3 separate regions of the Hordeum vulgare genome follow, and all the other regions are linked to region 1. A link is a contact called in public Hi-C data. All regions are on one chromosome and are shown on one strand. Each heading gives the region's core, a stretch centred on a gene start, on an enhancer-like site or on the middle of the called end of the contact. The rest is flanking DNA. Distances are from core to core; before and after follow the strand shown.

Region 1 (2,919 bases), core at 205-2,704:
CTAACCACAGCTAGTAGACATTTTCGTTGGAAGCCAAGTACCGACCAGGCGAGCAACTAATCAGAACTGAATCTAGGTCATTGTAAGGGCATGCTAGTTTGATGTCTTATGTATGTATTCTAGCTTATGAGAACCCAGAACAACATGTCTGGAGTATGTCATAGAAATATTTATTATAATAATAATACATTGATGTATTTATGCAAACCTTTCTCTGCTGAATCTCAGCCTCCTTTGCATCCAAAAATTGCTGGGGCACACCACTGGCATTCTGCTGCGCACTTAGAAGGAGGCTCCACAGCTCCCTCATGAACTTTATTGTATTCTTCTCCATGAACCCCGTCAGCTGGATCTGTATGTACTTCCCGTCCACCTCCTGCAAAACAAACAAAAACCTTGTAAAGCTCCTAAGCTCCTACTATTTGGCGGTTAACTTTTACAGGTACAACACATACTTGTTTCACAAGTTCACAAGAAGTTTCAGTAAACTAATCCAATTGGTATTTTGCTAATCCAGTTGGTATTTTGCAAATTGGAAAATGTTGTGGTTTAGCTCCACAAGGTGGCTGTGATTACCTGTCTTACACTATCCAAACAAACCTATGAGAGACTTTGATAGTTCCCGAATTACATGTGCATAATTTCAGTTTTCATTCCTGACTCCTGAGCTACACGATGAAGATAGTTTGGTTCTTTGCTTACAATCTTAAAGCTGAATGGACCAAATCCAATATATCCAGAGATGCTTTACATGAATCGAATGGAGAGTTCAGTTTTCAATTAATAGGCATATCTCAATAAAAAAAAACATCTGTGTTTGTTCAACGAGAAACAAGCATATGTTAAAGAAGTTTATCTTCAAAAAACACACCTTCGCATCGAGCAGGCCGTAGATGAAGTTGATAAGCACTTCGTCCTCGAACCCAAGAAGCTCAGTGACCCGTGTGGCAATCCACGGCTTCATCACGTCCATCTTCACCTTTGACATGTCCACCTAACCCAAGGAAAGAAACAAATTAGCGTTTACCTTGAACCCACGGCAGATACTCCCCTTCTGGACGCTCATCGGCTAGAACCCGATGGAGGCATAGGGCGAGAACGAAAAAGCTAACCTGATGGTCAAGCTCAGACGCGAACTTCTGTGTCTTCAGCAACTTGGCATGCTTGTTGGAGAATCTGGTATCCTGGTCGGCCGACGTCCCCTGATAAAAACACGGCGAGTCAGCGCAGCTGTCACAGATCGGACGAACCGGAAAAAACGAAGCGAGATTGGCGAACTAAATCAATGCGGGGAACCGTGTCCGCTTACCCGGAAGAAGCCTCCTGACATCTTCACAGACGGGCGGCGGCCGCCGGCTTGGGGGGGGAGGATGCCGAGGAGGGATGGCTAGGGTTGGTGCCTTGGGAAGACGACGACGAGTTGGGGATGCAGGGGAGAAGAAGAGGCCGCAGGAAGAGCTATAGACAATAGCCCGATCCAAAACAGTCTCCCTGTCTCAGCTGCCTGGGCCGAGCCCACAGGTCTGTGGGCTTTCGAGTCTGTTCACTCGTAGTACGATGTTCATCACGATTGAAGGAGCAAAATTACTTCCATGTCGTTAGGGTTTTGTTCCTATCGTCCTTCCCTCTCGGCAAATTCCGGTTCTTCCTAACTCGTGATCAGTCAGTCCTAATAGATGACGGTTAGTAAAAAAAAATTGACCGGCTACTATAGGGAAACACCCCACAGATGGTTAGCATTTTCAACGGTGACTCTGAGGCGATCCAGGTCTTCACGTCGCCGTCTCCCATTTTCTCATCGCTGCCGCCGGCAAACCCCTCCGTTCAAATCCAGTTTCATCCAATCCCTAGCCAACAATCATCCCCCGCCCCCCAAGTTAGGTCTCCCGCATGTGTCTAGGGCACGCGGCTGTAAAACTCCCAAAATCCTAGTTTCGTGTTCTGGTTTCTAGTTTGTGGTTTTCGTTTCGGGTGCCACATGGCGTAATAATAATTTCCGAGTTTAAGGGTATATTCGTGAAAGGCTCGACAGAGCGGTGGCTACTCCTCAATGGTGGAATAGGTTCCCTCGTTACAAGTGGTCAATGGTGGAATAGGTTCCCTCGTTACAAGTGGTCAATGGTGATCCACAACATTCTAATCATAGACCCATTGTTTTGGACTTGGAGGGTGGCACACCTATTGAAAGGACGTGGATGTCGCTAGAGGGGGTGAATAGGCGCTTTAAAATATTTACGGTTTAGGCTTGAACAAATGCGAAATAAAACTAATATTTAATTTGTCAATCACAAAACCTAAAACAACTAGGCTCACTTATGTGCACCAACAACTTATGCTAAGCAAGATAAAAAAACTAAGTTATAGCAAGATATATTACAAGAAAGAATATGGCAATCACAAAGTAAAGTGCATAAGTAAAGGGCTCGGGTAAGAGATAACCGAGGCATGTGGAGACGACGATGTATCCCGAAGTTCACACCCTTGCGGATGCTAATCTTCGTTTGGAGCAGTGTGGGGGCACGATGCTCCCCAAGATGCCACTAAGGCCACCATAATCTCCTCACGCCCTCGCACAATGCGAGATGTCGTGAATCCACTAATGGACCCTTGAGGGCGGTCACCGAACCTTTACAACACAAGGTTGGAGCAATCTCCACAACTTAATTAGAGGATCCCAACAACACCACGAAGCTCCATCACAATGAAATATGGCTTCGAGGTAACCACAAATGCTTGGGGCAATCTTCACAACCTAATTGGAGACCCCCGACGCTTGTCCGGAGCTTTACACCACAATGATTGAGCTCCAAGGCACCACCAAGCTTCTAGGATGCCAAAGCACCCCAAGAAGAACAAGTATTACGGTACCAAGCACCCAAGAGTAATGAGATTCTCAAACTTCACTTCCACGTATCATCG
Region 2 (2,919 bases), core at 219-2,718, 410 kb after region 1:
CCATTTTGTGGGTGGATGGTGTGTTTGTTTGATGCGAGCTGTTGGCCCCCCTGATCCTCCGTGTTCTTATAGCCCCCTCACCTTGGCTATCCAAAGGAAGAATATCAGTGTTTTCTTTCCCCCGATCACTGGTTTTATCCGGGGGATCACCCGTTTGGGCAAAATTGATTTCCCAGATCATTTTGTCCCCTTCTCCGCCCATTAGGCCCGGGCCTTCCTCTGTATGCTGAACTTTTACTTTTTTGCGTGTATGACATTGTATTGGAACAGCCCCTGACTGTATCGTATACTGAATCTCTTGGTCAGGGAACAGACACACTGTTGAATCAATCTCTATCTCCATGATATGATTCCCCTCCTTAACTCCCTGATCCCTCCATACAGCTTGTCCATCAATTTGAGATTTGGCATCCTAACTGGGGGCTTACTTGCCTGATCTTGCCCAGACACCAGGCTCCAATCCAGGCCGCCATAGCTAGGTTGTGGATCTGAGATCTTCCCCTCGAATGATAAACGGATACGGTCCATACCTGCTCGCAGTCGCTCCACGATCTTGCCAGCATGATCCATTCCCGATCCCACTGATTCCGACGAAAATCCCTCCCGAGCCTTCGTCCTGGCCAACAGGGAGCGGGCAACGACCCCCATTTTCTTCCGGATCTCCAGGAGACCCAACGGACCTTCCTCCGCGAGACCGCGGTGCTTCGAGGGCTTTGCATCGCTCTCACTCTGAGGTGGAGGCGGGGGGAGAACAGAGGATTTCTGCGGAGGGATCAGTACTCCGGTGGCCGGTCGCCTGGGAGAGCGGCAGAGCGCAGTTAGCGGCCATCTTTGGTCTAGTTCTTTTCTGAATCGTCGAAACTTTCGCCGGCTCTCCCAAGAACCCCCAAGCGCGTTGGGTTTCGCCTGGGAATGCCGGCACTATTTTGACGTCCCGGGGGACGCTGGGGGCGTGGCTGGGCCATTTTTCAGTCAAAAAGCGCCCCCGAACCTAATACCGAACCTCAAAAAATGTCCTCGGAGGCATCTTGGGGGCACGGCTGTAGATGCTCTTAACTTTGCTGCAACCTCCTCTATACAGTACAATACAGTATAGTATGTACGTTCATAAAGCTTCACGTATCCTTATCAGTTGTGATCTACTTCCTCTACTCCATAATATGAGGATGTTTTTGATAATATTATAGTGTCAAAAGCGTATTTATATTATGAGATGGAATGAGTAGTACAGTACTCCACGTATGTATGTATGCATCGCAAAGGAATTTATGCCAAAACGATCAGAAATTTCAGCGAGGTAAAAGAATTTTAGCAGGTCGCGCGCAAAGGCGCGTGTTGGAGTTGCTCTTAGTGATTGACGAAACTAAAAGACGAGAGCAAATTAAAGCTGTCACGTGGAAACCACCCGGTCCCGTGCATCGCCCGCTCAGGAAAGATGATGAGCCGCGCCTTTTTGACCACAGCACTAGGCAACGCAGCGTACGTACCTCTGCCCGTGCTGTTGCCCCGGCGGGGCAATGATGATCGTGCGGTGTCCGTCCAGTTTGCGGTCGCGCGCGCCCCCAGGTCAGCCATTATTGTTTTTCTTTCTTTTCACTTCGCGCACTTTGTGGATAACAACACGAATATGATGTATCGTCCGGTCTCGCACACTTGGAAGCCGTTGCGATGTTGCGTGAGACAATGACATGGCTGTTTTTATTGGTTACGAGACGACCAGGGGCTCACTACAGCATTATATCAGGAAAAAGGAGAGAGGGATCCATAAAGACCTGAACACATCTGACCTTGTTTTCTTTTGCAAATGTCTCTTCAAAGTTCAAACGAAAGCTTATGAGGGTGCCTGGCTGCCTGCACCTGCATATGTCTAGTTCATTTGTGGGACAAAACGAGTTTTTGTATTTACAGTGCAAAAGGAGTGTTTTCGTTGGGCTTCGTAGCCAGAAGATCATAGCCAAGTTGGCTGCTAGGATCGGCTTCTTCAGATGTAAACACTGGTACATGTCGATGCAGGCTTCGCAAGGGAACGAGAGGATGAGCTGCAGTTGTGTGCAGAGATAGCGACAGCACCTTCCTGGGCAGTTCATCACTTGTCACAGGGGGAGTTGATGACCGAGCAATTTTAGAGGCTATTGCATCGAGAGAGGCCTTAGCACTAAGAGCAAGCACAATAAAGTACAGTCAACGGGCTGTCAGGATTAAAATACTATATTTTTACTGAGTTGGATGAGAGAGAAGAGGAGAGAGAAGAAAAGCGGACTCTTCGTGAAGAGCTAGCTCTAACAAGTGCTCTTAGGTGCTTTGTGAGAATGAAAGGTGGGCCATATATGATAAAAGTATTACTCTTGTATAGCTAACTATTGTACTCCCTCTTTCCATATATATAAGGCCTAATACGTTTTTCGAGACTAACTTTGACCATATGTTAGAGCAATAATATATGACATGCAAGTTACACAAAACATATCTTCAAATTCGTACGTGAAAGGAGCTTTCAGTGATATAATTTTCATATTATACAATTCATATACTATTAATCTTATCAATAGTCAAAGGCAATTTCGAAAAATGCATTAGGCCATATATATATGGATGGAGGAAGTACAAGCTAACTATAAGTTTGTGGTCGCTTCTGACTAATAGCAGGTGATAGGAGACATCCACGAAGGCAATTATGAAGCTATTATCAGCAAAATCAATCTTCAAGCATCTTTACTTGATAGTATATTTACTGGATTGACAAAGGGAGGCCATTTGTCAATGTTGAAGCACAGTCTAGGAGACAAGACTTTCAATATTTGGCTGCCCCTACACCCTAAAAATAATATTTAAAAATCTGAAAACTTTGGAACATCAAACATTCGACGTTAATGCAAAATTTTCAGCTTCAAATAACATTAAGGAATAAGGAGCCCTCAC
Region 3 (2,919 bases), core at 266-2,765, 280 kb after region 1:
CCCTCCTCTCAACCTCTCCCTCAGCTTCGCCTTCACGTGCGCGCGTATGGTCACGGGCAGCATCTTGTACAGCTCGTCTCTCATCGACAGCTCCGTCATGCCGTCATGCGCCTCCTCGTTGCGGATCGCCGGCCTCAGTGCCTTGAGCAGCGTCTCGGCCGACAAGATCACGTTCGCGTAACGCAGTTCCATGCCCGAGCCACCGACGGTGGTCGCGGGTGGCTTGATTGACTCTGACGATGTGGAGGCTGTGTCTTTCGGCCGGAAGATGGGAGCCGAGTGCCGGATCGCCGCGTTGGGAGCCATCGACTGGTGCATGGGGCCAGACGAGTGGCCGAGCGCCCATCCCCGGCCTCCTGCTAACGGAGGTGGCAATCCCGGCACTAACGCACCGAAGGCAACGGAGACGCGCGCGAGCACGGCGAGCACCGACTTGGCCATGAGCTTGGCCACCTTGTGGGCGGCCACGCTCCAGAGCGAGCCCTCCGTGAGTCGCCGCACCTTGTGGCGCTGCAACCTGAGCTCGCCCATCAGCTTCTCGCTTGGCTCGTCCGCGTGCTGCCTGCTCTTGGATGACTGCGCCGGGATTGGCCCGCTGTGCTGCTTCCACTGCTCCATCCGCCGCTCCGACGCCTCTAGCTCGGTGAGCGCGTCCATCTCCGCGTACAGCTTCGCTGTGGCGGCTACGTGCCGCTCCATCTTCTTGAACCGCTTCGCTGCGCCCCTGGAGAACCCGACCGTGGCGTCCAGCCGCGCGAGGCCGGCCCCCCGCTTCGCGTCGGCGTAGACGCGGTCGAAGTCGTGCAGGAACGGCGCGTCCGGCAGCACGCGGCAGCGCGCCCCGAGGCGCGCGGCGTCGTCGGCGGCGCGGTCGAGGCTCGCCATGAGCTCGCCGCACGCGAGCCGGAGCAGGCGGGACTGGTCCGTGGACGTGAGCCGCGCGACGCCCTCTGCGCGTAAGACGTCAGCGCGGAGCCTCCTGACCTCCGCGTCCGACAGGGAGAGGTGGAGCGAGACCAGCCGCGACATGGCCGCCGCCGCCTCGAAAGCCAGGATGCCGAGCCCGTCCTGCCTGGAGCCTCCGCCGAGCCGAGACCGCAGGCCGGACAGCCATGACCTAGCCATGACCGATCGAAAACCAAAGAAAGAAGGAAACCGTAGCTATGTACGCTGCCGACTGACTGAGGCAGCCGCAGCCGCAGCCTGCAGGTAGTTATAGGAGCGATCGTAGAATCGCTGTAGGTACGTTCCAAGAGAGATGGCGCAGGATCATGCGTATGACGGATGGTAAACCGCGTTTAACAGCGAGGAGCTACGCCAGCGCCAGCGCGCGAAGAAGACGAAGGAAGCATGTGTGTCTGTGGATGGAGGATTAGACGGAGAAGGTGCGTGTTAACTTAACGTAGTCGGCCGCGCGACGCGGCCGGGTCAGGAGATGCGAAGTCGTCCACGCACGCAGCCGGCAAATCACGGGCAACTGACCCATGTGCCTGCAGCAATCGATCGAGTCGCGGGCATGTCGCTACATGTCATGAATTCCTCCTCTCCTGCCGTCCCGATTATAATTAGACTAGTGGTGGTGGAAGTTTGAGTGCAGTCTGATGGATAGGCCCGGAGACTTGCCCCCGCCAGGTCGTCGACGGCGACGCCTCCTTCCCCTCTTCCCGCTTGGCCTGGAATATGCATGTCCGATGACTCCGATCGACCGGTAAGACACGGTGCGTCGTCGCCTCGGTGGCCTACGTGCTTCCCGCATGTGGTTGTATGGTGGAGGACCCGCTTTGCTACATACTCCAATTGGTACTGTGGTACGCCTCCAGTACGTCTTTTTCTCGGTTATAATAACTGTAGTTTGAATTTCTTTTGCTGGAACTCTAAACTTCGGTTTTCAACCATTTATGTGAGACTAGGAGCACTGCCACGGTTAGTGCCCGTTCTTCACAGATTTGAATTACCACCGGAGGGCTCATTCAACGATTTGATAGTAACCTGTCTGTTACCTATACAATACGGCAGGAGTGAAAGACTGTTATGTTAGGTCATTTTCAACGCCGATCATCAAAACATATGCAAATGTCGAGATCGAACGGTCACGACATATCTAGGTCTCCAATGTGAACATGAAATTGGCCTGTACCACTTTAGACATCTAAAATCCCGCAGGCTCATTTGAAATAGAGGGGAGCTCTAGGGGAGTCGAAGCGTTCGCCACATTGAGCTCCGACAGGTAGGTTGTCGGTGTTAAAATCGGCTGACCTCAAGTAGGGGGTGTGAACTCTGGATCTAGATTCCATGGATAACAAGAGACGAAGAAGACGGTGTTTTATCCAGGTTCGGGCCTTGTTCATGAAGGTAAAACCCTATGTCCTGCTCTTGCTGGTATCGATGGAGTAGTATAGAGTACATAGTTGATCTACTTCGAGATTGGATGTTGTGGTCTAAATCCAAATCACAATGAGCTTAATCCGTCCTACGAACTAGGCCCCCCTAGCTTATATAGATACTAGGGATGTTAGTGTTACGCAAGGTCGGTTATAATAGAAAAGGAATATGTCGATTACTACGTTGTCTTGGATCATACACCAAGTCTTCGGAAGAGTTCATATTATTCCAATACTTACAATGATGACCGAATATGCCCGAGAGTCTGGCCCATGAGAACAAACGGACAGCCCGAGGAGCCCTTAGTCCCGGACTGCCTCAGTAGCCCCTGAACATGTTAAAAATATGCCCTAGAGGCAATAAGAAATTGGTTATTATTATATTTCCTTGTTCATGATAATCGTTTATTATCCATGCTAGAATTATATTGATTGGAAACTCAAAAATACATGTGTGGGTACATAGACAACACTCTGTCCCTAGTGAGCCTCTAGTTGACTAGCTCGTTGATCAAAGATGGTCAAGGTTTCCTGGCCA

The links. A called contact is a pair of places that touch in the nucleus more often than the background predicts.
Region 2: a contact with region 1 is called in a Hi-C map of seedling, with 3 times the contacts expected there. The contact joins the enhancer-like site here to the promoter of LOC123449038 in region 1. A contact is called at or near these places in 2 of 6 Hi-C or Micro-C datasets (leaf and seedling).
Region 3: a Hi-C map of leaf shows a contact between it and region 1, with 5 times the contacts expected there. The contact joins the promoter of LOC123446660 here to the promoter of LOC123449038 in region 1. A contact is called at or near these places in 2 of 6 Hi-C or Micro-C datasets (both in leaf).

What each region holds. Positions count from the first base shown.
Region 1 is chr4H:479,946,900-479,949,818 of MorexV3_pseudomolecules_assembly, reverse strand. LOC123449038 (serine/arginine repetitive matrix protein 1) reads right to left here and starts at 1,454. Exons shown (of 12, transcript XM_045126106.1): 1 at 1,310-1,454; 2 at 1,113-1,202; 3 at 872-994; 4 at 209-376. The coding sequence starts at 1,330.
Region 2 is chr4H:479,536,075-479,538,993 of MorexV3_pseudomolecules_assembly, reverse strand. No RefSeq gene overlaps it. Among protein-coding and RNA genes, the nearest start is that of LOC123446660, 130 kb to the left of the region's middle. Within about 2 kb of position 1,468, at least 3 of the 3 cell types and tissues checked have open chromatin away from gene starts, as enhancers often do. A contact at or near this core is called in leaf and seedling, where this site is marked.
Region 3 is chr4H:479,666,892-479,669,810 of MorexV3_pseudomolecules_assembly, reverse strand. LOC123446660 (protein PSK SIMULATOR 1-like) reads right to left here and starts at 1,515. Exons shown (of 1, transcript XM_045123221.1): 1 at 1-1,515. The coding sequence starts at 1,125.